4 separate regions of the Mus musculus genome follow, and regions 2, 3 and 4 are each linked to region 1. The links are chromatin contacts, called in public ChIA-PET maps. All regions are on one chromosome and are shown on one strand. Each heading gives the region's core, a stretch centred on a gene start, on an enhancer-like site or on the middle of the called end of the contact. The rest is flanking DNA. Distances are from core to core; before and after follow the strand shown. Region 1 overlaps Nek9 (NIMA (never in mitosis gene a)-related expressed kinase 9). Region 2 overlaps Batf (basic leucine zipper transcription factor, ATF-like). Region 3 has its middle 25 kb from the start of Batf. Region 4 overlaps Jdp2 (Jun dimerization protein 2).

Region 1 (7,347 bases), core at 3,451-5,950:
CAGCATAGCCTTGGAGCCCTCTCAGATACCTCCTGCCCAGACCTTCTCTTGGTTTGGTATGGCACTCAAGCCTGCGTGGCCCCATGTGACCAGGACCTCTTCTCCCACTTCCCCCACCCCCCCACCTCGTACTTTTTTCCTAGGGACCTTATTCCCTGTGGGGCAAAGCTGCACCTGTGGGCCCTCGCTCCTGTTCTAATGTCTGCCGGAAACTCCCTCAGTTGGGCTTGATGCATGCTCAGGTGTCAGAGTACTTCTCTGACTGCTTTCTCTGAAATGGTGAAATGCCATCCTGCTCTTCCTCGTGGTCATTGTCACCTCCATCCCTTCCTTCATAGCACTTGCCTTGTCTGAAATGGCAAATGTCCATTTGTGTGTGAGTTGTCATTCTCCCCACTGACTGCACTGGAGCAAGGGCTTGGCTTCGTGTCCTGCCTCAGACACCTTGAGAAACACTTGCCATGAAGTAGATTTTCATATTTGTTTGAATAAATGAATGAATGGATGAATGAATGAATGGTAGACATAGGAATGGTAGTCATTTTTACCTATATATAGAAATAATTAGCTTTTCCCTCATTTAGTAGGCCTTCTTTCTAGTTCCAGGGTGTAACAGTGGGATACCCATAGAATTGGGAAAATAGTCTCATTAGTCTGCTCTTTAATTCTTTTCTAGATAATCACATCTTTGCCTGGGGTAATGGTGGTAATGGCCGCCTGGCAATGACTCCCACAGAGAGACCACATGGCTCTGATATCTGTACCTCATGGCCTCGGCCTATTTTTGGATCCCTGCATCATGTTCCAGACCTTTCTTGCCGTGGCTGGCACACCATTCTTATTGTTGGTAAGGGTTTCATCTCTGTGGAGTTGGGGTGGCTTAGACCAGATTGACTCTCACCTAAGGCACTGTGGTGACACTGCTGGATGTGCTACTCTGAAGCAGGGGCTGCTTCCTCAAGTCTTGTACTAGATAAAGATGTCATGCAGAGTGGCAGAAACTGAACATTGTCATTTCCCAGCTAGTCATCCACCGTTTCTTCTCTGTTGGACTGTTTTATAACTCAGTCTAGCCTCAGACTCAGTGCTTAGTGCCAGGAGCAACCTTGAGTTCCTAACCTGCTTCCACCTCCTGAGTTGAGGGGTTGCAGGCCTGTTCCACCACCATCTGTTTGGACCTTTTTAAAATGGAACAGTTTTGAGCTCTTCCCCCAGCATACATCTGCATCATAGAATCTATTATTCCCATTTAATAATGTTATGTCTACATTTGTGTTTTCTTGAGAAACGTTTAGTAATTCTTTTAAAAGAAAATTTCCAAATGCTTTTTGCATACAGAGTACTTTGAAATTCATGATAAAAGCATGGCTTTTATAAACCTTAGTCCTGCACTGCCCTTGACTAGTTTAATCAGGATCTCTGGGGCCAGGTGTAGGTATTGCTACCTTGTACAGCTTCCGTGCTGCTTCTGGTGAGCACAGAGATAGAGAATTCCCAGTGCAGCACTGAGCACAGTAGCTCAATAGCGTTTCACTTACGAGACTGACTTCTAAATAGTGAGTTCTGAGTTACTGAGGGTCAGGAATGACAGGGACAGTTTCTTCCCTGACCCGTCTTCTTCACCCTTCCTCCCAGTGTCTGTACAAAGTGCTTACCTACTGCACATTTTTCCTCAGAGAAAGTGTTGAATTCCAAGACCATCCGTTCCAATAGCAGTGGCCTGTCCATCGGAACTGGTAAGCAGTGGAGCCCCAGGGACCAGCTTGGTCTTTGGGTTGAGAGGAAAGGTTGTATTTTGGTGAGTGTTGAGGTTTTGGCATTGTTATCAGGGTGACTTCATCTTCTTGCCTGCATCACATACTTGTGATACAGTTAAGAGACTTGTTCCACATTGTAATGGGACATTTGTATTCCTTACCATCCCATGAGCCTTTACTTCCATAGTATTCCAGGCAGTCTAGTCTTTCTATAGCACTTGGGAGGCAGAAGCAAGTGGATTTCTGTGAGTTTGAGGTCAGATGGTGCATAGTAAGACCCTGTCTTCAAAAACCAAACAAAATTTACCTTCAAAATAGGCCCTCTGAAGGAAAAGTCAGTTACTAGCTTTCAACTTAGGAAAATCAGCCTAAACCCTCTGGTAGCTTTCCACCTGTGAGAAGTCATGGATGTGCCATTATTTCAGAATCCATCTTCTTATTTTGGGGAGACTTAAGGGGTGCTTGGCTCAATGCTGAACAACTTTTTACATAAGACAAATACTAGTGGAGGACACTTCAATGTATTTACCTGCCAGAGATGCACTAAGATTTAGAAAATAGACATGAATTCTGGTGATTGTAACACATACCTTTATGTAAGCCTGGCATGGTGGCACATGCTTATCATCCTAGCACTAAGAAGTAGAAATAAGTGCAGTAGTAAGGTCAGAGGTTCAAGGCCAGCCTGGGTGGCATGAGGATCCTTCCTGTCTCAAGAATTAAAATTTGTAAACTGGGTGTTGGTGGCGCACACCTTTGATCCCAGCACTTGGAAGGCAGAGGCAGGCGGATTTCTGAGTTCCAGAGGCCAGCCGGATCTTCAGAGCAAGTCCCAGTACAGCTAGGGCTACACAAAGAAACTTTGTCTCAAAAAGCCAAAATAAGGAGAGAGAGAGAGAGAGAGAGAGAGAGAGAGAGAGAGAGAGAGAGAGAGAGAGAAGAGAGAGAGAAGAGGAAGAAAAAATGTAGGCCCATAAGATGGCTCATGATGAAAGGCTTATACTGCCATCATGACAATTTGAGTTCAGTCCTGGGACTCACGTGATAGAAAAAGAGAATTAACCTTTACAGTACAGTGTATACACACATGCCCACATCCACACACATAATAAATCAATGTGATAACTTAAAAATACTGTGGAGCTGGAAAAACAATCCAGCAGTTAAGAGTGCCTGTTGCTTTTACAGAGAACTGGGGTTTGGTTCCTAGCACTCAAATGACTGCTGACAACCATCTGTAACTCCAGTTGCAGAGGATCTGACACCTTCTTCTGGCCTCCAAGGGCAATGCATGTGCATGGTACCAGACATACATGCAGCTGAAACCACCCATACCCATAAAATTTTTTTTAAAAAATCTTTTTAGAATAATTTTTACAAATTCAAATGCTATCTATGTAAAAACAATTTAGTCTCAAATATTTGTTTGAACGTTCCACTTTGTGCAATTCTAGGACCTTCTGTGGGGGTGAATGAGGTGTCAGATGCTAAATCTCTGTGGCCTAACGAAGCTCTTTCTTTCCTATGCTACACATCTACCAGTGGTTCAGAGCTCCAGCCCAGGAGGTGGCATTGGTGGTGGTGGTGGTGGTGGCGGCGGCGGCGGGGGTGAAGAGGAAGACAGTCAACAGGAATCTGAAACTCCAGATCCAAGCGGAGGCTTCCGAGGAACAATGGAAGCAGACCGTGGGATGGAAGGCTTAATCAGTCCCACGGAGGCCGTGGGAAACAGCTGTGGGGCTAGCAGCTCCTGTCCTGGCTGGCTTCGGAAGGTAATGCCCTCAGAACAGATGCTTCAGATAAGCCTGTGACAGGAGCTAGTGAGGGCTGCCAAGGTCTCAGTTTCTAGTGCCCTACTAATTGAGACAGGAGTCAAGGCTTCACTTTCCCACCCGTGAAGACATCTGTGTTTTGTTTTAAAACGGGGTCTCAGTTTGTAGTCCTGGCAGGCTTAGAACTCAAAGAGTTCCACTTGTCTCTGTTTCCCAAGTGCTGGGACTAAAGGCAGCCTGGAAGGAGGCCTCAGTGCCTTGCCGTCAAGCTTCCTGACCAGCAGACAGTGTGTGTAGAATTGTGTTGGGAAATGAACCAGATACAACTTGCTGAACTTGAGCTAGCATCGCTGAAGTTTGGTTCCAGGTTAGGCAATATATGTGGTCAGCCACCATTCTGTACCACTAGAGGGCGCTGCTGTCACAGCAGCGTGAAAGTGAAAGCTACAAAGACCGTGGGAGAAAGGAACTTGCTGCAGCCAAACTGGTGAGATTCTTTCTTGTCTGCCTAGGAGCTGGAAAACGCAGAGTTCATTCCCATGCCTGACAGCCCCGCTCCCTTAAGTGCGGCGTTTTCACAGTCTGAGAAGGACACGCTGCCCTATGAAGAGCTGCAGGGACTCAAGGTCGCATCTGAAGTTCCTCCGGAGCCCCAGCGTGCAGCAGGAGCCTGGGTAACTGACAGTGGCTGTTTGTGCCTGGGCTCTCCTGGCTTCATCATGTCCTCTCACTTTCGGGGCCAGTGCTGCACTGTCCTGGCAGTTGCCGCTCTGCCTTCCAGCACAAGAGGGTCATTTCTTCCTTTCTTCCTCAGGAGTACTAAGCTGAACCATGAATTTCCAAATGGTCTTTTTGTTGTGACGGTTTGTTTCTTTATGGGGCAGGTTCTGTAGCCCAGCCAAGGATGGAGGATGACCTTTAACCTCTGTTACTCCTGCCTCTATCTCCCTCCCAGATGATGATATAGACATGTGCCACACACCCAGTTATGCAGTGTGGGGTCCAGCCCAGGGTTCTCTACATGCTAAGCAAACTCTTCACAGATAGCCACGTTCCTAGGCTCCAAACTCAGTTTTAATGGCACCATGAGTGTTAGCTGAGCTGTATGTAAGAAGCAATGCCTGGAGTCTGCTGAAAGAACAGCATACAGCCAGCCTGGGTAGAAGTGAAACTGTAAATCAGTTCTAAACCAGAGGGCACCACAGATCTAGAGAAGCCACGGCATCGTCACATGACTTTGTGGGCTGTTTAACCCTTTGCAGCTACAGCTCTGACGTCATAGCACAAAGCAGTCACAGATGCAGATTGAGTGTCTCTTGCCCAGATGAGTGGGACCCAGAAGTCTTTCAATCTCACATTTTGGTGTATTTTGGAATATCTGTATATACATAATGCTGTGTAAACATAGCTTAAAGGCCATTTTGTGGTTGGAGGTTATTTTGTGTCATATTTTAATATACCTATTCTGGACTGCAGGCCGTCTATCTCAGGAGCTTAGGTGTGATATTTCCCTCATGGTATCGTGTCAGTGCTCACACAGTGTTGGACTTAGGAGCAAGTAGGCTTTTCAGGCTAGCGGTGTTCAGCCTGTGATACAGAATGGATGAGTCCCCAGCTAGCATTTGCTAACCTGCTATTCATCTCATTTTTATTTAATTATTATTTTGCTTTTGAGGCAGGGTTTCTCTGTGTGACTCTGGCTTCCCTGGAACTCACTCTGTACACAAGGCTGGCCTCAGACTCACAGAGATTCGTCGGCCTCTGCCTCCCAAGTGCTGGGATGAAAGTGTGCATTCCACACCTGGCTCTGACCTGCTAATTTTAAAAGTGTATATGGGAGAAAAATCCCAACTAGAATAACTGAAAGCCTTCCCAGGAGAGTGGCAACAAAGCCCTTAAAACCTGAGAGTAAACCTTTCCCCTCCTGGGTTGGCCTTCTTAAATTGTCTTGTCAGTGTTCTTCACAAACTCTTCTCGAATCTCTGACACAGTGTGACCAACTACATTTTATGAACCTCACTCACTTGATCAGAACTTCACTTCAGCACTTCAGCACTTTAAAGTAGAACATATTAAAGTAAGAATTGCCGGGCATGGTGGCACATGCCTTTAATCCCAGCACTCGGGAGGCAGAGGCAGGTGGATTTCTGAGTTCATGGCCAGCCTGGTCTACAGAGTGAGTTCCAGGACAGCCAGGGCTATACAGAGAAACCCTGTCTCAAAAAACAAAAACAAAAACCAAGAAAGTAAGAGTTTTGTAAAATCCTCCCAAATAGATGATTCTGCAGCAGCACTAAACACTGTCCTGTTAGTACCAAGTGCCACTGGAATCCAGGCTTTTTTTTTTTTTCCTTCATTTGCACCTGTTTTTGCGTATTTTTGTATTATCTTGCTGGTTAACGGAAACTGTTTGTACTGGGGAGCCATGGCAGATCCTGTGCATTATCTCCTCCTTGTCCCTAGCCCCCTCGGCTGGATCCTGCAGTGCCGTGTGTTGGGAAAGCCCTGACCTCTGCTGCTTGTGCGTGCAGTGCTCTGCAGGTGGAGGTTGACAGGTTGCAGGCTCTGGTGTTAAAGTGTCTGGAAGAACAGCAGAAGCTCCAGCAAGAAAACCTCCAGATGTTTACCCAACTACAAAAGCTCAACAAGAAATTGGAAGGAGGCCAGCAGGTGAGAACATCCATTAAAAGAGTAATTGAATTCTAAATCTGCTTTGAAAGGTCACAGAAACAAGCTGCAAAGTAAAAGTAGACTTAGCTCTTTGTGACTCCCTGTCTCTCAATGATGGGACTTTGAACTTGATTCCAGGAGCCCTTGGACCTATCTAGCTTATTATAACACCTAACTTCTATTGGTTTTTTTTGTTACTAATTGTTTGGCTTTTCTATTTTTATTGTGAAAATGTTTAAACATTATAACAAACACCCATATGCCTACCATATAGGCTCAGTAATAGTAATAACAAATTACTTCTTTTGGTAGGTATGTATACATTCTTTTTTTTTTTTTTTTTTTTTTTTTTGGTTGGATGGTTTGTTTTGTTTTGTTTTGAGACAGGGTTTTCTGTGTTTCTGGCCTTCCTGGAACTCTCTGAGTAGACCAGTCTGGGCTTGAACTTGGGAGATCCTCCTGCCTCTGCCTCCTGAGTGCTGGAATTAAAGGCGTGCACCACTACTACCTGAGTACATTCTTATTCTAACCATTTTATTTGTATATTTGTGCAATACTGGGGATTGAATCCAATATCTTACACATGGTAGGCAAATGCTTGATACTGAACTACATCCCTAGCCCTTGATGAACCATTTTAAAGTAGATTCTAAAAAATGGCTTAAGGTTGGGGCTCAGCTTAAGGCTCAGCTAAGAAAAGCACTTGCCATATAAACCTGACAGTCTGAGTTCAGTCCCCAGAGCCCACAGTGGTGGGGAAGAGTTCCCTCCCTCCCAGCAGATGTCCTTCTGCCTGCACTCAGTGGCATGAGCACACACGTGCTCTTTCTGAAAACTAGAAAGTAGAATTCCTGCTTTCCTGGGTTCAGGTTAATAGCTTGGGAAAAGCATTCTGCATATGATGCTTCTGGGTATCCCTTTATCTCAGTTCAGCTAGAAGGGAGGGAAGAGTCATTCCTTGGCTCTGCCTTTCACCCCTAACGTGAGTTTGGACTTCTTACTTTGTGACTACAACCTACTGTGTAAGGTTGTTTTGAAGATTAGGAGAAACAATGTCTGAGAAACACTTCAGAAGGTTATATTGGCAGCTGTAGCACCCACACACCAAGATTATTTTATCCAGGACTGGTGGAGTGGCTTGGTTGGTT
Region 2 (7,347 bases), core at 1,672-4,171, 400 kb before region 1:
CCTCGGTGAGCTGTTTGATCTCTTTGCGGAGAGCTGCGTTCTGTTTCTCCAGGTCCTCACTCTCCTGTAAAGAGACAATCGGCATGATGACTCGCGTCGGGGGTCGGGGGAAGGTTGGTGGTACATGATGGCAGAAAGGTGGTACACAGGGAGCTAAAGTTTTCTATTAGCACAGCCATGAAGAGGGCAACTGAGAATTCCTGTGCACACATACACATACACATAGATTTGTATGTGGGTGTGCGTAAGTATAAGGTTGACCCGTGGGCAACTGCTGATTGCTGTCTATTTTGACTAATAGGAATAGCAATTTCACCTAAGATGTCTCTTCCCTGTCACTATAAGAAAACTCCAGGAGGCTGGGTAGTTTATTTAGATCAGAGTTCTGAAGGTTTAAGGACATGGTGGCTGAGGGGTGCATGATGGGAAAATGGATGGGCAAGTGGGGAGCTTAGAAAAGGAGCTTGTGTATAAGAGAGAGGGGGTCTCTTTAACAATCCACTTACAATAACCAGTCCCATCCCCTCACTAGTGAGAGACAAGCTGGGAGTGGTGGCACAGTCCTGTCATGAAGCACGGGGAGGCAGGAGGATTGGGGGTTTGAAGCCAGCCCAGGCTAGAAAGGAAATACAGAGAGACAGTCCCTTGTCACCCTGTCTCTAAATGGATGAGTATTCTCAAGGGCTGGGAGATATGCCTAGTGTGAAGAAGCAATGGAGCCCTAGGTTCAATCTGCAACACTGAAAAGGAAGGAAAGGAGGGAAGAGAGAAGGAAGAAAAACAATAGAAGAGAAACTGAGAAAGACATTAGTACTTTTTAGTGACACAATCCCCCCTTGTGGCCACCACCACCCCTCAACTCTGTTGTTTCACTAGGGATGAAATACACATACAAGTTTGGTAGGGACAAACCTCAGAAAACCTTGCCGTGGTGTGTGTGTGTGTGTGCGCACACACACACACACGCACGCACGTATGCACCTCTAGGTTGGCAGTCGGGCCAGCCCCAGGTAGAGGAAAGCAGTTTGTGCCTCTTACTCCCCAACACACGCCAAGTGCCTTGTGTCTGTGGTTGCCTCACGCGCTCTGCCTGCTTTGCTCAGGTGCTAGGGTGCTTATAGCCTTTCTGAATATTGAGGATCTACGATGGACTTGGCATTCTATTCTGCTCCCTCCTGGGTTTTGCGATCCTGTTCCAAACCATCCATAAGCCTTGGACAATACCCAGAAGACACTATGAGCTTCCCTACACCTGTAAATCTCTGATGAAGTTTATTAAACATAGGAAGCGATTATCAATAAATAAACACAGAATGGAACATTTATGACAGTATACTATAGCTGGAGTTATTTTAAAACGTATGAATTGTTTATCTCTGGAACTTTCCATTCAGTATCCTCAGACCACAGTTGACATTGGCTAACTAAAACCATAGAGGGTGAAACTTCAAACAAGGAGGAGCCCTGTACTCTGTGCAGAGGCAACAAGCGCTTGGTCCAGAAATGTCTTCCAGTGTTGTGGGGACTGCGTCATTTACCAGCCACCACAGCACTGGGGCATAGAAGTTGCTGAGAAACAACAACTTCTCCAGATAATGGGGTTCCCGGACCTGAATAAACAGAACCTTGCCAAGTCCTGGGGGCCTCCCCCAAGTCCCCTGAGAGGCAAAGGAACCTCATTTCAGGCCAGAAGCTTGCAGGCAGCTCTTCTGCAGATCTGGGATTTGGGAAGAAATTTGGACTCTGGAATCTGGGCTTTTCTTTTCCATGTGTGTGCACACATGTATGGGTGCAGGTGCACGCATGTGTGACACGCACATGGAGGTCAGAAGAACTCCCACGGGCACCGTCCACATTTTGTTTGAGAGAGGATGTCTCATTACCTGGAACTGCCAGTGGCCCTCGGGCTTTCAGGGATCTGCCTCCAATCTCGCCATCGCCCACATTCCAGCCACGTGCTCCCCCCGCCCCACTTTTTATATGGGTGCTTGAGAACACAATTCAGGTCCTCCGTTAGCACTTTACCAACGGAGCCAACACCTCAGTTCTGGAAATCTGAGCTTTTAACAGGTGTCTTAGGTCGTTTTAACGCCCGGGCAAGTTTAAAAACCCTATTAAATATGATACAAATAATTAAAGCCTGCTTTAATTATTTAAGCATGTATTAAATGCCCGTTTAAGCTCCAAGTGAACTTAAGTGTTTGTGGACTGACTGGCTGATAACATCAATTGTTGGCATGAGAATGTTGACTCAAAAGTATAGTGGTTAGCAGATGTACGATAACTTGACATTTAAAATTAACCCTAAATGATCCAGCAGGAGTGAGCTGCAGGCTAAGGAGAGATGGGATTTATCAGCTATACTGCCAATCACGGAAACTCAGTACAGTCGGGGTTTCTCTTTTAAGTTGTGGAGGAGCAGAGGACCCTGACATTGCTCATCAAGACAGCTTCCATTTCTTTTGAAGGTCATATGGGAAGGCGCTGAGCCTCAGCGACACTTTGAATGCTCTCTGAGCTAACCAGGGCCCCTAGTCTGGTGCAAAGGAAACCCCCATCTCAAGCGGGCTGAGGGAAGCCGACAACTGGATGCTCAATCCCTGGCTGCTGCTGTTCCTGCAGGCTGAGGCCAGCTGGGCATTTCGCTGGTTTTTGTTTTCTGGCACATCCCAGAGGGAGGTCAGCCTTTTACCAGGAAGGCAGCGCCCCGTTACTGAAAGGTGGGCGAAATGAACCTGGTGGAGCGGTATGCTAAGACGGGAACTGGGGCCCTGAGTCCTGGCCCTTTCCTCGCCCCCTCTGAGAGTTTCCACTGGTTACACCATTTACTGTAAGTTCCGTGCTCCGAAGAGCCTGGGCAAACCCCAAGGCAGCAAGGAGGGACGGACTGGGTGGGCGGGCTCCGATCGTCTCCCCGCCTAGAGGCCGGCCTAGTTTTCGGGAAGTGACTGCAGGGCAAGTCACTAGCAGGCGCTCTGCGGAGCTCCCGCTGGCCTTCTCCTGTCACCTCCTGGGCCTACAGATGCCAAAGCCCACGCTGGGGTAGACCTGACTAACCACTGCCTGCTGCCTCTCACCATGAGGCAAAGTGTGTCTTTACCTCTTAAAGCCAGACGGCTGCTTGCAAGAGGAATGTCTGTAAGCTCGGAGCCTTGCAGACACTGGCCACTCCCTAGAGAAAGAATGACTTGTAGGAGGAAGTGGCTGCTTTGGGCCCCATCCCTCTAAGCTGTAGAGGGCAGCAGGGCCTCTGGAGAGGACTCATCTAGCTAAAGGGACAGTTGGGGTCAGCTGTTTATCCACAAAGACAATGACTATACCCCTACCCAACTTCCGGGTGTGAGAAGGGACGGAACTCAGTGAGGGAGAGGGGTGAGGGTGTGTGTGTGAAGGAAATGTCCTTCTACTAGGCAGTGTGGAGATCAAGCGAGCCTGCCTCCCTCCCTGCTCCACCTTAGCCTGCTCTCTTCACCTTTCAGAATGTGGTTAGGCCCATCAGGGTTCTCACAACGGCTGCTGCAGTCAGTATAGCCATCCTACCAAGGAAACCAATTGAGACCTGGAGCAAAACCATACTGCCTGGGTCCCTAAAAACAGGCTGGTGGCAGCAGTTATGAGAGGTGCTGTGGTCCTCATGTGTGTCTCCTCAGAAGCACAAAAACTTCAAATGCTGGATCCAAAGACCCATAGCCAGGAAGATCTGGGCTCCCACTGGATTCCTCCTTTCTGCCTCTCCTGTATTGAGGGTCTGACTATAGGAGCAACGAGAAGTCCTCAGCCCCCTGTGCCCCCAGTGCCCTCCCAAGGGATAGCAGCACAACATCACATAATACCACGGGCTGAGTTGGCCACGCCCCTGAAGCCACAGAATCGCCCACTTCCATCTGCCACCCTGGAAGAGCACTCCATTGAAGCGTCATCTTTCAACATGAGCCAGCCCTGGCTCCATGACCATGGTGATCATTGGTGGTCTTGGCTGCGTGGCCCCAGGAGGACTCTCTTTTCCTATTGGATGCCAGCTGCTTCGCCTGAAGGCAAGATGACTAGTCCAAAAAGATCCTCAGCTGGAGCCTGCTATTCCTGACATTGGGTCCTCCAGGGAGGACTAGTATTGTTGGTGACAGGTTCTAACTAACTAGATCTGGGTTAACCTTGCCATTTGGTGGTTATAGGCTACACGGGGTGCCCGTTGGGCAGCTAATGTCGACAGCTACAGGAATGGGGGTGTCTCCAGTTTCCCCTTGAATTTTCCAATATTTCAGATTCCAAATTGGCTACCTAGATGTATTAGTAGACTAGCGCCTGTAATCTCCTCCCCAAGCCTTTTGATATTTTTGTGCATGTGCCTATGGGTGTGTCTGGCACCACAATTTAAATAGATGTGCATATATGGTACACACATATTTTATTTTTTTGAGAGTCTTATTGGAGCCTAGCTGGACTGGAACTGACTGTGAAGACCTGGCTGGTCATAAGCTCACAGAAATCAGCCTGCCTCTGCTTCCTGAGTGCTGGGGTTAAAGGAATATGCCTCATGACACCCACCCTTTTGTATATTTTATAGCTATCATCATATTTAATCTTGGTAACACCACTGCATAACACACCCTTTTACAAAAGAGGAGAAACTGAGGCACAGAAAAGTTAAGCAACCTGTCAGGAGACCACACAGCTTGTAGGCTGCAGCACAAACACCCGTCCTTTGCCTCCTGCCTTGGGAGCCTGTGAGCTTAGATTGTCTCAGGCTCAGTTCACTGGCCAACCTCCCAGTTTCCCTCCCTCCCTCGAGCTGATCCTCCCTCACCTGTAGGGTCACCTGATGCCACTTCTATCTATCAAGAGCTGGGGGTGGCTAAGGAGGAGGCGTTGAGGTGTGGGAACATTCTGGGAAATCCCCAATTGGAGGGGCTGCAGAGGAGGTCACTCAGAGCTCCTGAGTGACAGGGGAATCCCCAGGCTAGTCCCTCAGCCCCAGGCAGCTGAGCTGGAGAGAGACTGGGAGCAGCTGGCACTGCCTGGCTGGGGTCCAGCCTGAGCTCATGCGGGGGGCTCAGCAGGGACTCCCCAGGCATATGCCTTACAGCTCTGTTCTGCTCTGTTCATGGCCAGCTCTCCAGTGCTTTGACTTTCCTGCATTTTCTTTGAAAAAATTTTATGTGCGTATCTGCATGCCAGTACACCACAGATGTGCCTGGTGCTCGTAGAGGCCAGAAGAAGGCGTCGGATCCCCTGGAACTGGAGTTACAGATGGTTGCACACCATTGTGTGGGTGCTGCAGTCCATCTGAAAGAGCAGCCTGTGCCAAGCTATAGTTCCAGCCCCACCTTCCTGCATTTTCTAACAGCCATTTCCAGAGGATGAAATACCCTCTGTAGTTTTTTTCTGCCCAAAGGAAAATGCACACTATCGTTAGCATGGTAACCTTCCAATTCACATGGCATTTGGAGTTGGTGCCACCATGTGCCAGACATCAAGTACACATGGCAAGTGGAGCCCACAGTTCTTGATGAAGGTTTCCAATGGAGAGGTGGGCTTGCTCCCCAGGAGAGAGAGGACCGGTCCTCCATCTGCCACCATTGACTTTCATGGTGGGGAGGAGTCACCACACATTGGGTTCTGGAGTTGGCTTCATTCAGCTCCTGGCCACCAATAGCTGGTCAGACACCAATCATGCTCTCGTGGTCCTGTCATAGTCACAGGGTTGGAAGGATGTTACCTGGGCCTCATTTTTTCCATGGGCCTACTAGAGGTTGGCTCACTTAGCGTCCTCCCCAAATACCCCACTGTTTTCAGCTAGAGAGACACAAATACCCAGCTTCCTTGCACCTGGGGCTGTGTGTGTGTGTGTGTGCGTGTGACATAATTATGACTGTAATATGTAGGTAGAGGCACAGGGACAGAGGTTCTCTTTTCTCTTCATGGTAGAGTTGCTGGGCAAGGACAAATCAATCCCCCCGCCAACACAGACTGAGGCCTGGAGGGCCGGCAGCCATCTTGCAGCCTTGAGAGGAGAGCCAAGCAGATGACGCTGACAGAGACCTGCTCTTTCCATTCCTGAGCTTGGTATGTGAGAGAAAGAAAGCGAGGCTTGCTGCTGCCGCCCCTCCATGGCCTATTTATGACTTGTAGCTGACAGAAATCCCGATGGATGGCTTGCTCCCAGGGTACCACAGGAAGCCCAATGTGGAAAAACAGAGAGCAGAGGCTTGGAGTGTGTGTCAGCCACGAGGTGCTGGGACCGAGGACATGCATAGCTTATGGACTCCTTCCACATTGGGCTGCATGTCCCTGAGGACTTCTGCCTGTGGCCCAGAGTCTCTGCCATTGGTCACTTTCCCCAGGCCGTCTCAGCCTCTGCTTTGATTCACATATCATTTCCGAGGTTAGGGGCTTAGGAAGGTCTCCCTGCATCCCTGCCCCATCCCTGTCCCGAGGTCACTTTCAGCCTTGCATTATTTCACTTTTTTTTTTTTTGACAAAGCACTTTTCAAGCTGTGTGATTACCAAGCACACATGCAGACTCCACATTGTCTAGACTCCACCCTCTGTCTCTTAGAGGCCCCAATTTCATTGCTACAAATGGGGTGTAGGCATCAAGATTTTAAAAATACTTCCCTGGTGAGCCCAGTGCTTAGCCAGATTGAGAATCATATTCATTGCAGATACTTAAAAAGAGTATAATAGCAGAACTAATCACTATTAAATGTATTTCATGTTTTATCTCATTAGACATATTTCTCTCTTTTTTTAATCTTTCTTTGTTTTGTTTTTCTCTCTATAGTCTTGGCTGTCCCGGAACTCACTCTGAATGCTGGGATTAAAGGTGTGCACCACCACCGAGCTAAGTTAAGAATATATTTTCATAGGTAGCATAAAACAGAGTCTTAGGAGTTGAATGAACATTTCTAAGTTAAAAATTTTCTAGAATACTTTGACATTTAAAGACAATAGATTATTGGTGAAAACAAGAGTTCAGAACAGCTCTTTTTTTTGTTTTTTTGTTTTTTTTTTTTTTCCGAGACAGGGTTTCTCTGTGTAGTCCTGGCTATCCTGGAACTCACTCTGTAGACCAGGCTGGCCTCAAACTCAGAAATCTGACTGCCTCTGCTTCCCGAGTGCTGGGATTAAAGGCGGGCGCCACCAATGCCTGGCCCAGAACAGCTCTTAAGGTGCTAAACTTATTAATTGTTATTACATGTGTGTATGATGTATGTGTGTGAGGGCAGACTCGAATGAGTGGCAGGCCTTTGGAGGTCAAAGGTTACCTTCCCAGAGTCAGTTCTGTGAGTTCAAGGGGTCAAACTTATGTCAGCAGGCTCTGCTACAACTGCATTTACTCCATCAGCA
Region 3 (7,347 bases), core at 3,403-5,902, 360 kb before region 1:
TACTCTCCACAGGGGCCCTACAGGAGCTAAGCCTCTCTCCCCACCCTACACCAGGCACAGCACCAGTCCCAGGCAAGCAAATGGAGCCACAGTTTTTGTAGTGCCAACGGAATCCAGAAGTGCTTTACCAAGGTCACTAGGCAGGAGGGTGAGGCTAGGATTGGCAAGGGAAAAGGACAGCCATTTTGTTACCACCCTGTATCCAGAACAGGTTTGTAGCCAGAAAAAGGGAGCAGCCTAGTGAGGTACAGAGACCTGAGGAGTGCTCAGAACCCCCAAGAGAGACTGTGTAAGCTGGTTTCAGTCCCAGCCTCACTCCTAATCTCAGCATAGGACAGATTCACTGATGACAATGGCAGAGAAAGGACAAACAGAATGTTTTAGAAACACTAAAAACTGTCTCCAGTAAAGACTTGGGCCAGAATAAACCCTGGTTATTTTGTTAATCCCAGAGTCTATCAGAGTGTCAGAGACATCATGTGACTTGCCTGGATTTCTGCTGAAGATTTTTTTTTCTCTTACCACAATCCCTATGTAAGCTACTGCAAAGATGTTGAGAGTTGAACAATACACAAACTCTAAACAAATAAATACCATCCATTGTTTTAGTATCTCGATGGTGATCGGTTTGGCCACGAGTTCAAGCCTAGGCACTAGTGGACATAGGCTCAGAACAGACTAGAGGGGATTCAACTACATGAGGCTCTCATGGGGGGCCAGGTGTAGAGGCACTGACGACCTGTGACCACACACAGGGTCTCAGTTCCACTCTTAACGAGCAGAAGTTCCAAATCAACCTCAAAGGGCTTTCTAGCCCTGTTCCTAGAGCTGCTGTCCCACGATTCTGAAACTCACTGTGGTGGGGGCGGAGGAGCCTAGGAGACCACTATCAACTGCTTCCTCCGCCCCCTACCCCCCATCAGCTTGCCCACCTTTATCCATGCCACAGTTGCCAGAGCCCTGCTTGTAGAAGGAACCTTATAGGCTGAGAAGTCAGCTTGGACCCACAGTCAGGAGCCTGGTGTCCTGGGAGAGATGCAAGCATAAACATTAGAAGTCTGCCGTAAGAGGGAGGAAGAGGGTGGGGGCTATCCCAGTACACACCTAGAGAGTCAGTTTGGGTGCCAGACCATCCATTGCAGGAGACATGAAAGCAACCTGGTCTGAGGCCCCAGGGCCTCAGCCTGCTGCACAGTGTAAGCCTTCATCTCCCAGGCTCCTTGCCAGGGAAGTGTGACCACACAATAAGTTTTAAGTCAGTGCCACATGAACAGTTCAGAAGTACCAGGGGGAATCCTGGCCTGTATCAGAAGCAATGATGGAAAGAGCCTGGACTCCCCCTCCCAAATCACCCATCTACCAAATGACAGTGCCTCTATGTACCACTGCAGACATGAAAAGAGAGATGCATAAAGCCACCTCCGTGGTGCCTATCTGTGGCGGCAACTGGAATCTCCCTCATTTCAACCAAGTAGGAGTGGGGAATAAAAATATCTTTTTCATTTAAAATATATCAATAAGAGCCATCCCCATCAGGATGGGGCTGCTGGGAGCTGAAACAGAATCAAACTCTACTGTCCAGCTGCTGTGCGGCCTTTGGAAACTCAGCCTGCCTGAATCTTGCTTTTCTTGGTTGCAAAATGAAGATAAGCTATCTCTTCTGAGATGGCTAATATTGTCAATTGGACAGGATCTAGATCTGCCTACAAGACAAGCTTTGGGCCCTAGATTAGATTAGCCTCTCCGGCAGTATCTAGATTGTGTTCCCGGAGGTGGTTGGTTGGTACAGTTCTATGGGCTGGGGTCCTGGGCTGAATAAAGAGAAGAAAAGCTGAGAACAGCACCCACCCCTCTCTGATTTCTGACTGTGGCTGCAGCGTGATGGACTGCAGCCTTGATTCCCCCACAGGGTTGGACAATACAGGTCTGTGAGCCATGGCCACAGGAAAAGCGACTCGGCTCCCCTGCTAGTGGCTGGGGGTGGCACAGTGTGTGTGTGTGTGTGTGTGTGTGTGTGTGTGTGTGTGTTAAATCCCGAAGGCATGCTGGGCGTGGTGGTGCACACCTTTAATCCCAGCACTCAGGAGGCAGAGGCAGGCAGATTTCTGAGTTCGAGGCCAGCCTGATCTACAGAGTGAGTTCCAGTACAGCCAGGGCTATACAGAGAAACAAAAAAATCCCGAAGGCATGATGACAACCCCCCCCCCCCCCCCCCCGGCAGATGAAGGACAGAGAGATGGAGCAATTAGCTTGATACAAAAACGTCTGGGAGTGGAAGGCCAAAGCAGAAACCTCCTCCTACTTCAGGAGAAACACTGCCTTTAGCATTTGGAAAGGTGTGCTTGGTGGACTTCAGCAGTCAGGACCCTAAACAAAAACCAAATGCGGCTCCTCTGTGAGAACGTGGGCTCTCAGCGCCACTACTCAGGCCCTTTCGGGTCTGCAATGAGCTGGGATCTTTTGGAGATTAACAAGATCGACACTTCCACCGGATCTTGAAAAGGGTCACACCCGAGTACCTCACTGAATATAAATGGCCCTCAAACTCGGAAAAGCAAGCCAGTTCTAAGAAACCGGGTTCCTGGGAAACAAAATAGAAATAGAAATAGAAGAAATAGGCAGTTTGAGACAGTAGGCGTGCTGCGGCCCCAGATAGCCACTGGAGGGCAGCAAAGATATTGGTTAGAGGAGGCAAGGCTTTCCCCAGCTCAGAAGGGAATCTTAGCGGGTCTCCAATCTGGCTCAAGAAGCATCCTCTGGACCAAGGATTTAGAGTGGTCCTTAGTGTCGTTGTCAATTACAGAAAGTTGTTTGGGTTTTTGTTTTGTTTTGTTTTTGTTTTGCTTTTATTTATTTACTCTCCATTAGTTTAAATCCGGGATGGGTACAGCATCACACGGATTCTGTGTCCAATGGCCTTTGCAGGAAGGTTGCTTCGGAATTCGACACGAACCATACCACCGTTTCCGTGGGCCCGAGTTACTTTTCCCAGATCACTCTGGGTTTGTTTGGTTTGCCTCCAGGGGTCACTGTATTGTTTTTTGTTTGTTTGTTTGTTTTTTTGGGTTTTTTTTTGTTTTTTGTTTTTTTTGTTTTGTTTTGTTTTGTTTTGTTTTTGCTTTGCTTTGCTTTGCTTTGCTTTATACACATAAGCACATCTCTTGCCTAAGTAGAACTCCGTTTCATCTCGGGCATAAACACCTTCAATTTTAAGAAGAGCTGTGTGCTCTCTTTGGTTCCGGAGACCTGGCTTGTAGCCAGCAAAAATGGCCTTGCACCACAGCCTTCCAGACACACTTGCTTTTAGAAGTCCTGTTCCCAGCAGGCCTCCATAGGCGCCAAAATGGCGGAAAGAGACAGAAAGTTTTGTAATAAGAAATAAGTGAATCAGCTGGGCGTTGGTGACGCACGCCTTTGATCCCAGCACTTTGAAGGCAGAGGCAGGCAGATTTCTGAGTTCAAGGCCAGCCTGGTCTACAAAGTGAGTTCCAGAACAGCCAGGGCTATACAGAGAAACCCTGTCTCAAAAAAACAAAAAAACAAATAAACAAACAAAAAATCAAAGTAGGTGAAGAGAGTATACCCATAGCTCAATCATTGGGGAATTGGAAGCCAGCCTAGACTACTAAACAAGGTGCAGTCTGAAAACAATGTGGAAAAAAAAGGAAGGAAGAAAGGAAGAATGGAAGGGGGCTGGTGAGATGGTTCAGCGGGTAAGAGCAGACTGCTCTTCTGAAGGCCCTGAGTTCAAATCCCAGCAACCACATGGTAGCTCACAACCACCCGTAATGAGATATGACTCCCTCTTCTGGCATGGCTGAAGACAGCTACAGTGTACTTATGTATAATATTAAATAAATCTTTGGGCCAGAGCGAGCAGGGCTGACCAGAGTGAGCAAAGGTCCTAAAATTCAATTCCCAACAAGGTTCACAACCATCTGTATATCTACAGTGTACTCTTTACAAAATAAAAGAAAGAAATGAGCCGGGTGTGGTGGCGCATGCCTTTAATCCCAGCACTAGGGAGGCAGAGGCAGGTGGATTTCTGAGTTTGAGGCCAGCCTGGTCTACAAAGTGAGTTCCAGGACAGCTAGGGCTACACAGAGAAACCCTGTCTCGAAAAACAAAACAAAACAAAACAATTAAACTATTATAATTCTATCATCTAGGGAGACATAAATTTAGATACACACATAACTCGAATTTTTATTTTATAAAACTGACATCAGTCACAATATGCAAATTAGTGATCTGCTTATAAAAACACAACACATGCATCCCCATGTATGTATATGTTTTGTGCCTCTGATGGGTGTGCATAAAACAGTCACCCCAGCGTGTTTTACTTGCTCGCCTTGGACCCCTCAAGGCCAGTGCTTACTGTATCCAGGAGCGCAGAAACGGGAGCAAGGAGGTGTGCGCAGTCAGGAACAGTGTTCTCTCGGGCTGTTGGTGCCTCTGGTGGGTCTGTTTCCTGGGGTCTGTACAGAAGGGAGCTGGGAAGCTTTCTATCTGAAAATACTCCACGGTGTGTGCAGGTGTTTGGAGTTCCGTTGAGTTTCATCAAAATGAGTCACTGAAGGTGTGAACGGGCGGCCAGGTTGAAGGAGTTACCACTTCCTGGTCCCATCCGGAGACACCCTGCACCTCAAACAGAAGCAAGCGCCTTTCACATGGGCTACCAGGCAGAGGCAAACTGAGCCTTTCGCTCTCCAAACCACTTCTTTGCTTACCTCCCCCCCCAACCCCCCAAGCAAAGGCTAAGTTCCTCTAGTCAGCGGCTCGCTGTTGGGTGAGCTTCAAGCCAAAAACCCACTGAAAGTTCAGCCACGCCTGAAGGGAACCTTGAATGACAAGCGAGCCGGTACCAGGTGAAGAGGCCCCACCACCTGCATCCAGGAGCCAGGCTGCCTTATTCACACGGAGAGGGGGGGGGTGTGTGCCATGGCCCCAACAGAATTTATTGTCACATGATTCAGAAGGAGGCCTGTCTGGATTTCAGGCCCTTACATCCTGACTTTCTGTTCTCTGGTAGCAGGGCACCAGACCTTAGCATGACTGACTCCATGATGGAAATGCCATTCAGGCTGTAAAACTCATTGTGAACACACCATCACCTGCCAAAACTAAAACAAAGGCCTAACCCATCAAAGTCCACGGCTCTGGGAAAGTCTCAGAATGTAACTAACCTTACTTTTTAGTTTCTGTAGTTCCACTTCTGGCGAACTGCTCTTGTTAGCTGAAGTATGTCAACCCAAAACATGGGGTTTGTGCTTTAAAAGCCCATCCCAAGAAAGGCTCAGGGCTACACTGGGATCCCGAAAACCCAGTGTTGTCACTGGCTGGCTAATAAAGACTTTCTTTCTTTCTTTTTTCTTTTTCTTTTTTTTTCCCCAGAAACAATGGTGACTTAATCGCTAGGCACAACAACTAGAATCCTAATCTTGTAAGCCATATTCAATCTAAATCTTCTGGTGGCAAATCCGGGTGGATTTACCATATAAATTGGGGGATACTAGTAGCTACATCTTGCCTCTCGATATCCCTGTCCAAAAAGCCTAATAAAGACTTTCTATTGACTTAAATTTGTGTTGGAGCAGTCCTCTCTGGTGACTACCTGACAATGACATGAACTGGTCTAAATGGAGTCAAAGTAAAGATACAGAGAAGTTAATTAGGAAATATCAACTATGCAGTTCAGTGGGAGCAAGAGGAAGGAAGCCAAGAAAGATGATAGCCTTTAGGGCCACAGATGGGAAGATCACCAGGAACTACCACAGTCCCATGACACATAATATATTGTTTTGTTTTGTGGCATGGTCCTATGAAACCCAAGCTGTCTTGGAACTCACAATGTAGCTGAGGATATCCTTAAATTCCTTCAGTGAACAGAGCTAGGAAAAGGCAGAGGCAGGCGGATTTCTGAGTTCGAGGCCAGCCTGGTCTACAAAGTGAGTTCCAGGACAGCCAGGGCTATACAGAGAAACCCTGCCTCGAAAAAACAAAACAAAACAAAACAAAAAAACAACCCTGTGTTTTACAAAAGTGCTGGAACCACAGGCATGCTCCACCATGTCCAATTTATGCAATGCTGGCAAACCAAACCCACAGCTTCATGCAAGATGCCCTCTACCACGTGAACTATTGCCCCAGTCTGTGATGCAATGACATCAGCAGCTTTGCCTTGAATAAAGAGTTAAGGAACAAAGAACATTGAAGGAAGTGCTTTGTAAGCTAGAACACATGTCACTATCTTCTCTTTGGGGGCTTATCATTGTCTCCATGGCAACTGGGCAAGCTTCCCGGTCTGCCTCTCCACCCTATCCATGCCCAAAGGATAACTGCATGGCTTGTCATCTCTGCCCTCTTAGATGGCTTGCAATCACATAAAGATGGAGATCCCCAACCTACAACCTAGCCAAGTTAGGGTGATGGGGTGCAGGTGGGGGAGACAAGGCAGAGGGGAAGAGGCAGCCAAGGGACCCCAGACAGCAGCAGAGGAGTGATCCTCAAAGTCAGGCTCCCCCAGGTGGCTGGCAGCAGGCAGGAGCCCAAGCTGTCACAACTGTTGTACGCAGTCACCCTTCCTTCCCCGACAACCTGACTTCATTCAACCTTTCCTGCTCAAGTAGCCAGACAGTGGGCAGAAGTTCAGGACCCCGGCCTTGACTGAACTCCTTCTCTGTCCCTGACAGGCTCAGCATCTTGGGCCAGGAAGATGACCTCTCTCGACCTTTGATGTACACGTATCATCAGGTTGCACACGATGCTACATGCCTATAATCTCAGCAGTCAGAAGGCTGAGGCAGGAGGATCTCTGGAAGGGTGAGGCCAGGCTAGGCTGTAGTGCAACGGAGTCCCTGTTCCAAAAACCAAAATAAGTAAAGGAATAAACAATTATCTGTGAACTCCCTTGGTGACTGAAGAAAGCCAAGAAGTATACGTGCTCAGTGCATCTGAGTGAGACTCTTCTAAAATGTTACTAAAATGAAGTCGTACACTGACGCACCCTCAATTTGTTTTCTGCCTCTACTACTGGCCTGAAATCTCCTGGGAGGGCTGAATACCCTGCTCTGTGTTTATTTTCCTGTGACAAGCCACGAACTAAGTAGCCATGAGGCCATGGGGGGGGGGGGGGAAACCAAACGGACCTTTCACGGGGATTGCCTAAGACCATCAGAAAACACAGAGATCTCCATGACCGTTCGTAACAGTAGCAAAATTACAGGTATGAAGTAGCAGCAAAAGTAATTTTATGGCTGAGGTCACCACAACACAAAGAACTGTATGGAAGGCTCACAGCATTAGGAAGGCTGAGAGCCACGGCTTTAGGCCCTAAGGAAGTAA
Region 4 (7,347 bases), core at 2,620-5,119, 320 kb before region 1:
AGCTGGGCTCCCTCTTCCCTGATACTTCCTGGGTTTGACAGAGCATCTGACTGACTGTTCTCACCACACACAGAGCAGCCATCTAAAACCAGAACCCCAAATGGGGACTGGCAGGGCTCCTTACAGACACAGCTGGAAGAGCTGGGATGTCTGAGGAGGAGGAGGCAGAAGGCATTTAGGGAATAGTGTGATGGAGTTGGGGGTTGGGAGCCTATAGTTTTCAGCCATCACCCCTCAATTTCCAGAAGCCCCCAAGGGAAAGACAGCTGCATTCAGTGACAATTGCTCCTCAACTGCACCCTGCATCGAAGGGACAGATGCTTCAGGGACCTGCCACCTTTAGTGTCCTTCCTTTACCCTGTCCCATCTTTGTTCTCAAGTCCCTGCTGAGGAATAGGCAGGTCCCAGATCCTGTACAGCTGACAGGGACAAGGTAGGAACGGCTGATATGAGCTGTGCTGTATTGTTATTTGAAGATCCTGAGTGTGGGACACAGGAGATGTGCAGAGTCACCAACTTCCACCGTTGCCTGTGGCAGAAAGGTCAGGCAGTTGAAATATACAGGAATTAAAAAAAAAAAAAAGAGGCACGGAGGGAACTGCTTGTCTGCAGGAGGGAGTCACAGGCATAGAGAAGAACTGTGGACCAAGGAGGGTGAGCAAGGTGCTCAGGGCACACACTGGAGGAGACCCTCACCCTGGGGTCTCGGAAAGCACACGATGGGTAGCAGGGAGGGACTATGTCCTTCACTGTGAAGTCTAGGCCCCTCACCTGCTCGCCCTGGCAGTGCCCCTGAGAGACAGTCCCAGGCAGAAACAGGTACATGTAGAACGCAGAAACAAAGACAAATGAAGAGCTGGAGATAAATGGGAGACACAGACAGACAGACCGCAGACAGGCAGGCAGACAGACAGAGGCAAGCAGAAGCACACAGACAGAAAAGGTGTCTTGATCGTCTTGATCCCACCAGGTGGCCTGACTCCTGACTACGCTGCTTGCCTTTGGAGTTCAGGGTGGACTTGAGACTCTCCTTTGGCACGGAGAGTGAGTTTGATGGAGGGAGGTCTCTATCATTTGCTATTGGAGGATGCCTGTGACGTTAGGTTCCCCCCTCATGAAGTCAGGGGTTCCTTGTGATACAGGAGGACCAGAAGGTGGTCCCCAGTCATCTCAGGAAGAGGTGCCCAGCAGTAATGTCTCTAGAACCAGCCTCTCAGAGTGCCAGAACACGGACGCAGAGGCCCCTCGCACAAGCATCTGCAGAAGCAAGCAAACTGTGCTACTGGGGAGAGATGGATCGCAAGAACTGGCTTTTAAAATTCCCTCTTCCAACCTACTACTCTGCTAGATGGACTCCTAACAGCTTATCATTATACTAGTGTTAATGAGTCTCTCAGCCCTCAACCGAGAAGATCCTATGTGCAGCAGATGTCGACTAACAAAGCCCACAGTGGGTCTGCACGTGGAGAGCTCAGTCCCAGATGGGATGTCTACTGCCCGTCCTCCCTCCCGTCCTCCCTCCTGTCCTCCTTCCCTGGCTTCGGGATCACAGTGCAAGAGGGTGAAGCGTGTGGAAGAGCCAGAGATGGAGCATGACTGCAGCAAAGCTGTTCTCAGGACACATCTGAGCATCTGTGCATAGAAACTCACAACCGTCATGACAGCACAGGCCAGCTCAAGACAGACAAAATGCCAGCTCGGGGACAGGAGGTGGGTATCACGTCCCACCCTAGCGCAGGCGCTACGAGCCACTGATGGCTGTTCAGAGAAGCAGGGTCAGCATACCTCAAGGATGCGGCCCATGAGAGGACACCGTTGCTGCAGTAGATAGCCCTGCACCCTTCCTTACACATCCCAGCAGCCCTGAGTGCACTCAGTTGGTAAACGATAAACACTGAGGTTGGGAAGAAATCACTGTGGGGGCTAGGAGAGGAGCTAGAGTGGAGGGGATGGGGCTAGCTTGGTCAAAACACACTGGGTGCATGATTGAAATTCTGCACCCACCCCCAAAATAAATCTTACTTAAAAATACCTTAAAACTTAACTAAAAAAAAAATTCTTCCTCCCTATTGGTGCTTCCCACTGGCCAAGCTCAAACCAAGGGATACTGGGTAACGTTCCTTGCTATGATGGGTCACAAGCAGGTAAGGTAGACACAGATCTACCGGATGAGTAAAAATATCCCAAACATAGTTCTATAGCCCACCACCACCCACAAAAACCCACTCGCAATAACAGACCCACGCAGAGCTGTCAGGCAGGACACAATGTAGGGACTGGGGTCACCGTCACTGTTAACTCTTTCTGGACAGTTGCCATCAGGCACTGTGAGGCTGGTGGTAAGGGTGGAGGCTCCAGGACCCTAAGTCTCAGAGAGCAGGTCTGCGGACAGTCATCTGCCTGTCCTCTGCTTCCTTCCTGAACTCCACCTCAGACCTGCCCGACTGGAATCTGTCTGTAATCTGATTCCCGGGGGGACTTGTGGGTATAGGAGTTTGCTCAGAGGGCCATGGTGAGCCCTTGGCCAGTCTTCCTACAAACACATTTCTCTTCTGGTTGTGCTCTTTTTGTAAGTACTGCCCTCTGCCTGACTGTTCAACCAAATGCAAACCTGAAATCACCTTAATCCCACCCCACCCCACCCGGCAGCCCATTTAACAGTCTGCAGGGATCCTGCCTGTAAGCACCAGAGGATCAGATGACCATCACCACAGCCTCTCCCAATCAGACCCTCCCAGCTGAGCCCTTCACCACCGCAAAGGCTCCCGGGAGGCCTCCCCTGGCTAAAATGTCAGTCATCTCTGCTTTCAGCCCTCCACAGCCTCCATTACCTATAGCACAGACCTTTGTCTGTTACAGGGCCCAGTGGGAGAAGGAAACCGTCTCTGACCGGCTCTTCCATAGCCTGTCTTCTTTTGACCTTTGACTTCAGCAACTGGGGCCTCCTGTCTCATCATCAGAGCACAGTGCTCTTCCCTGTCCCCAGGTTCTCCGAGTGCTGTCCCTTCTGCTGGGACTCCTTGCTCTACATTTCACTGCCACCTCAATGGAGAGTGCCTTTCTTCTTATCATCTTCCTGTCTGTTTCCTTCCAGGGGCTTTTGATGACTTGTGCTCACCTCTCTCACGTATGCTTCTGTCTCTGGTCACTTTTCCCTGAGGTTATCAATCTATTGATAGTTACTCTACCTACATAAATATCTTACCCTCTCTCTACTGCCTTCACCCAGATGAACACCCTGTGGAAGGAAAGGGCCTTCAATGTATATTCATGAATTAAATCAAGAATAGTTACTTCTTGCCAGTCGTTGATGGCACACACTTTTAATCCCAACACTCGGGAGGCAGAGGCAGGAGGATCTCTGTGAGTTCAAGGCCAGCCTGGTCTACAGAGTAAGTTCCAGAACAGCCAGGGCTACACAGTGTGATCTTGTCTCAAACAACAAACAAACAAACAAACAATATTTACTTCTCCATCTTTGGGGTTCTCTAGCACAGCTCTCTACCACCTCTCCCTTTATAGACAAAGCTGTTGGTATGATCGGTGACAGTTCAGGGTTCAAATCTAGATCTTTTGCCCCTGGGGCCCAAACATTTATGCTCTATGGAAAGGCTTATGGTCTACATGTGTCACACACACACAGTCTTTTCAGCCATGTCCTCTCACAATGGGAACATGTAGTCACAACCGAAGCTTCTACTTCTGACAGCAATGTTCGTTCTGCTTTCTCCTCTTTGGGTCTTTTTAAATTAAAAAAAAAAAAACCCAAAAACCAAAAAAACCACTGCCCGTACAGTGAAGAGGAAAGGGTAACAGCTGCAGAGCTGCAGAGCTAATGGAAGGGCCCCTCCCGCTCTCTTCAGCTTAGTCTTCACCTTTGATCATGTTCCTCGGGCCACACACTTTGCCTCGGTGGCCACATGAGACTGACGTGTGACATCTGACATTTCCAAAGCAGTTTCAAAATTATGTCTCTTGAAGGCTGGGGCTATGACTCAGTGACAGTGTTTGCCTATGGTGCAGAAGGGCCCCAGCTTCACCCTCAGCACTGCATGAACTGGTCGTGGTGGTGCACACCTGTAAAGTGGAGGCAGGGGGATCAGAAATTCAGTCATCGCTGGCTACAGTATCTAGGCCAAGGTCAGCTTAGGCTACGTGAGACTCTCTCTCTCTCTCTCTCTCTCTTTTTTTTTTTGAGAACAAGAAAGAAAACAGCACGTTTAACCCAAGGTGCAGGAAATACACTGACTCTCTCACAGAAGGTAACATGGATAAAGCAGTAAAGGAACATTAAGAGCAGGCAGGCAGGGGCACAGTGAAAAGCAGAAGCTAACAGTATTGCTAGAATCTGAAGGGTCTTAGGACGGTAGCACACACAGAGAGAGCCAGGCCTGGGCATGTGGGCATGGCACAAGCTGTACCATTCTTCAGGGTCGGAGATCAGATGCTCTGTTAGAAAGGCTGTGGGCTTCTGGGCGAGTCACGTGGCCTCTCTGAATCTTGACTCCTCAGTGCACAGGGATGGCACAGAGTGGGTTTGGAAGGACACAGCTCCATCCAGCCCAGAGCCTGGAGCTTAGGAAAGGCTCTGCAAGCATCTTTTTTTTGCATGTGACAAGGTAACTAAGACACCGTACATGCTCTAGAGGCACATTCAATCTTCCTCCTTGGCATGGAAAAGAGAGAGAGGGGTGCAGTGTTGGGGGAAGAGCCTTGCTGGGCTCTGGGCCTAGAGCCACTAGCCAGGCCCACAAGACTCCCCTCCAACACAGAGAAGCCACATTTCAACACCAGGGACCGTGAGCACCCTGGAAAGTAAACACCCAAATGACAAACATACCAGACATTCCCCACATAAACCGGCTGCACTGAGCCAGGGGTTCCCCTGCTCCCTACCAACAAAGTAGGATAGTCCAGAGGTGAAACTTTGGCCAGCCCAGGCCAGCTAGGCTGGGCCGACCACCTCTCCTGCAGGGATGAGGAAATCCCAGGGTCTCCCTAAAGCCTTCCAGGGCCAAGCCTCTGGCCCTCCAAAGCACTTCCAAAGGTTGAGTACTGAAAACTACCTGCCCTTGGCCACCTTTCTTCCCTAGCCAAGTCCATCTAGTGCAAGTGGCTAAGGGCTGAATCTCTGTTGCTTCTGGGCAGGGCCTCATGAGCAAGTTCACATGAATGGCTGTTGAAGACAGGGGCTGCAAACCGAAGCCACCTTTAAGAGCTAGGCTGGCTAATTAATGGTTAATAAGGGAGAGGGACTGGACAGGGCTGTGTCTGCAGAGGGATGCCCAGATTAGCATCAGCCAAGCAGTTTCAATGCTGCCCAATCTTTCAAGTTTTCAAGACTAGCTGAAGATTTTTAAACGTAAAACCTCTTGGAGATGGAGAGATGGTATAGTGGTTAAGAGCACTGACTGCTCCTCTAGAAGACATGGGTTCAATTCCCAGCACCTACATGGGAATAAAACTGTCTCCAGTTCCAGGGGACCTGACACCCTCACACAGACATACATGCAAGCAAAACACCAATGTGCATTAAATAAAAATAAAGAAATAATTTTTTTAAGAAGTAAAACCTCGAGCTGGAGAGATGGCTCAGTCAGTGGTTAAGAGCACTGACTGCTCTTCCAGAGGTCCTGAGTTCAATTCCCAGCAACCACATGGTGGCTCACAACCATCTGTAATGCAGCCAACTAATTCCACTTTGAACCGAATACCACTTGAACCAAACCAAACAAACAAACAAATCTGTGGGTTGCATGGCCTCCAGTGGAGTCTGCCACCAGACACCTGGGGTCTCATCACCACCGTCAACTCTATACAACAGCTCGCCTCTTTGGATCATGAAAACACTTAGCCAGTGCAAGAGTTCCCACTTCTCTCTGACCTTCAAGAGCACCCTCAAGGGATCCCGAGAGGGTCTCATTTACCAGTGGACAAACCACAGTCTGCAGAGGGAAAAGTCGCTTGTAGCTCTCCAGGCAGGGAAACTAGCCGATTCTGTGCCGGCCGGCTGCCTCTGTCGTGGCTGACTGGGCTAGACCTCCTCTGTGATCCTCCTTGGGCTCATTCATTCTGTCCTTTGGAGGAATGGTCACATGGCAGGAAGCACACCGACATTCCCTAGATCTCTTTTAAGACGTTTCTATTTTCACAGACTAAATGGCAAACATCTAAACCTACTCCTAGAGTGTACAGATGGGAAACTGAGGCTGGTTCCAGGTTCACACTTGGGGACAGGAACTGGGTCCTAGAGGATAAGTTCAAAGGACATTGCTGGGCTCATCCTCTTCGGCTACTTGACTGCTCTGTGTCACCTTGAATTGTTTCTTACCTTGGTCCAAGCCACTGTACCATCTGTCCCCGGACCCTGCCGGACTCTGCTGGGAGCCTCCTTTTGGTCTTCCCATCCCATGTTCTAGCTTACGTTGGGGGGGTGGGGGGCAGGAAATATCATCTCCATCAGGAAGTCCTCCTTGACTCTGAGCCCTCAGGCTGAGAAGCATCCCTCTGCACAGAGCTCCCATTCAATGCTGAACTCACCCTTGGCCCTGCTGTGCTGCTTTCTACCCTCCGAGGCTCTCTCCACAACACTGGGAGTTTCATGAAGACAAAGCCTGTGTCTTGTTGGCTTTTTGTGTGCCCAGTAGACTGCTCAACATTTGCTAAAAGGAGAGGAAATTCAATCTAGACAGGAACCTGGGAACTTTCTCCCCCTTTACAGTGACGGGGACCAGCCCTATGGCCCTCGTACAAGATCCCGAGATTCCTGCCTGACTCCTGCTCCAGTGTTTTGCTACTGCACTTTGCTGTCTGCAGAACCAGGATGTAACCATGACAAACACAAGCACCAGGCCTTGCTCCCTCAGGGCCCCTTGGCAACCCTGGGAGAAGGCTCTGTGGGAGTGCTGATGGAGGCACCAGATGCCCTGCAGGAATTCCCCAGTGCCCAGGCACAGCTGGTGCCTGTACCTGCTGGCAACAGTAGAGAGGAACACAGGGCTGGACACTAAACCCCAGCCTGAGGTTATGGAACAGACAAACCCCTAAAATTCTATATCTCCATGCGTCATGAGGCCGCATGCTCAGAGTGGGAAGCAAGCATGCCCAGGTCCCGGGCAAGACACTGGCAGGCCAGGCAGAAGGCTACTGTCTTCTGGGAAGAAGCATATATATATATATATATATATATATATATATATATATATTTTTTTTTTTTTACAAATTAGTAGACCTTTATGAGTTGTTAGACCAGTGCCACAGACTCACCCATTAAACTAACGTATCTTCTCACTACCCCTCACCAAGAAGTAATGTCCTTGGCCTTCTACCCACAGGGGGGAAAAATCT

Evidence for each region. ChIA-PET counts read pairs in DNA pulled down with a chosen protein or histone mark.
Region 2: an RNA polymerase II ChIA-PET map of memory CD8 T cells shows a contact between it and region 1, with 18 read pairs. The contact joins two enhancer-like sites. A contact is called at or near these places in 2 of 115 datasets of contacts at active chromatin or transcription factors (large pre-B cells and memory CD8 T cells) and 1 of 9 other capture datasets (adipose tissue).
Region 3: an RNA polymerase II ChIA-PET map of memory CD8 T cells shows a contact between it and region 1, with 31 read pairs. The contact joins two enhancer-like sites. A contact is called at or near these places in 3 of 484 Hi-C or Micro-C datasets (the G1E-ER4 cell line, bone marrow-derived macrophages and trophoblast stem cells), 3 of 115 datasets of contacts at active chromatin or transcription factors (effector CD8 T cells, large pre-B cells and memory CD8 T cells) and 1 of 9 other capture datasets (adipose tissue).
Region 4: a contact with region 1 is called in an RNA polymerase II ChIA-PET map of memory CD8 T cells, with 13 read pairs. The contact joins two enhancer-like sites. A contact is called at or near these places in 1 of 115 datasets of contacts at active chromatin or transcription factors (memory CD8 T cells) and 1 of 9 other capture datasets (liver).

Annotation. Positions count from the first base shown.
Region 1 is chr12:85,302,319-85,309,665 of GRCm38.p6, reverse strand. It overlaps Nek9 (NIMA (never in mitosis gene a)-related expressed kinase 9), which reads left to right. Exons shown (of 22, transcript NM_145138.2): 17 at 677-847; 18 at 1,677-1,736; 19 at 3,300-3,529; 20 at 4,042-4,203; 21 at 5,993-6,199. Among named protein-coding and RNA genes, the nearest start is that of Zc2hc1c, 17 kb to the right of the region's middle. Within about 2 kb of position 4,700, at least 106 of the 459 cell types and tissues checked have an H3K27ac peak or open chromatin away from gene starts, as enhancers often do. A contact at or near this core is called in adipose tissue and memory CD8 T cells, where this site is marked.
Region 2 is chr12:85,701,260-85,708,606 of GRCm38.p6, reverse strand. Batf (basic leucine zipper transcription factor, ATF-like) reads right to left here. Exons shown (of 3, transcript NM_016767.2): 3 at 1-64. Among named protein-coding and RNA genes, the nearest start is that of Batf, 18 kb to the right of the region's middle. Within about 2 kb of position 2,921, at least 326 of the 459 cell types and tissues checked have an H3K27ac peak or open chromatin away from gene starts, as enhancers often do. A contact at or near this core is called in adipose tissue and memory CD8 T cells, where this site is marked.
Region 3 is chr12:85,658,391-85,665,737 of GRCm38.p6, reverse strand. It overlaps the pseudogene Gm33312. Among named protein-coding and RNA genes, the nearest start is that of Batf, 25 kb to the left of the region's middle. Within about 2 kb of position 4,652, at least 40 of the 459 cell types and tissues checked have an H3K27ac peak or open chromatin away from gene starts, as enhancers often do. A contact at or near this core is called in memory CD8 T cells, where this site is marked.
Region 4 is chr12:85,621,398-85,628,744 of GRCm38.p6, reverse strand. The region is part of intron 2 of Jdp2 (Jun dimerization protein 2); the gene reads right to left. Among named protein-coding and RNA genes, the nearest start is that of Jdp2, 26 kb to the right of the region's middle. Within about 2 kb of position 3,869, at least 91 of the 459 cell types and tissues checked have an H3K27ac peak or open chromatin away from gene starts, as enhancers often do. A contact at or near this core is called in memory CD8 T cells, where this site is marked.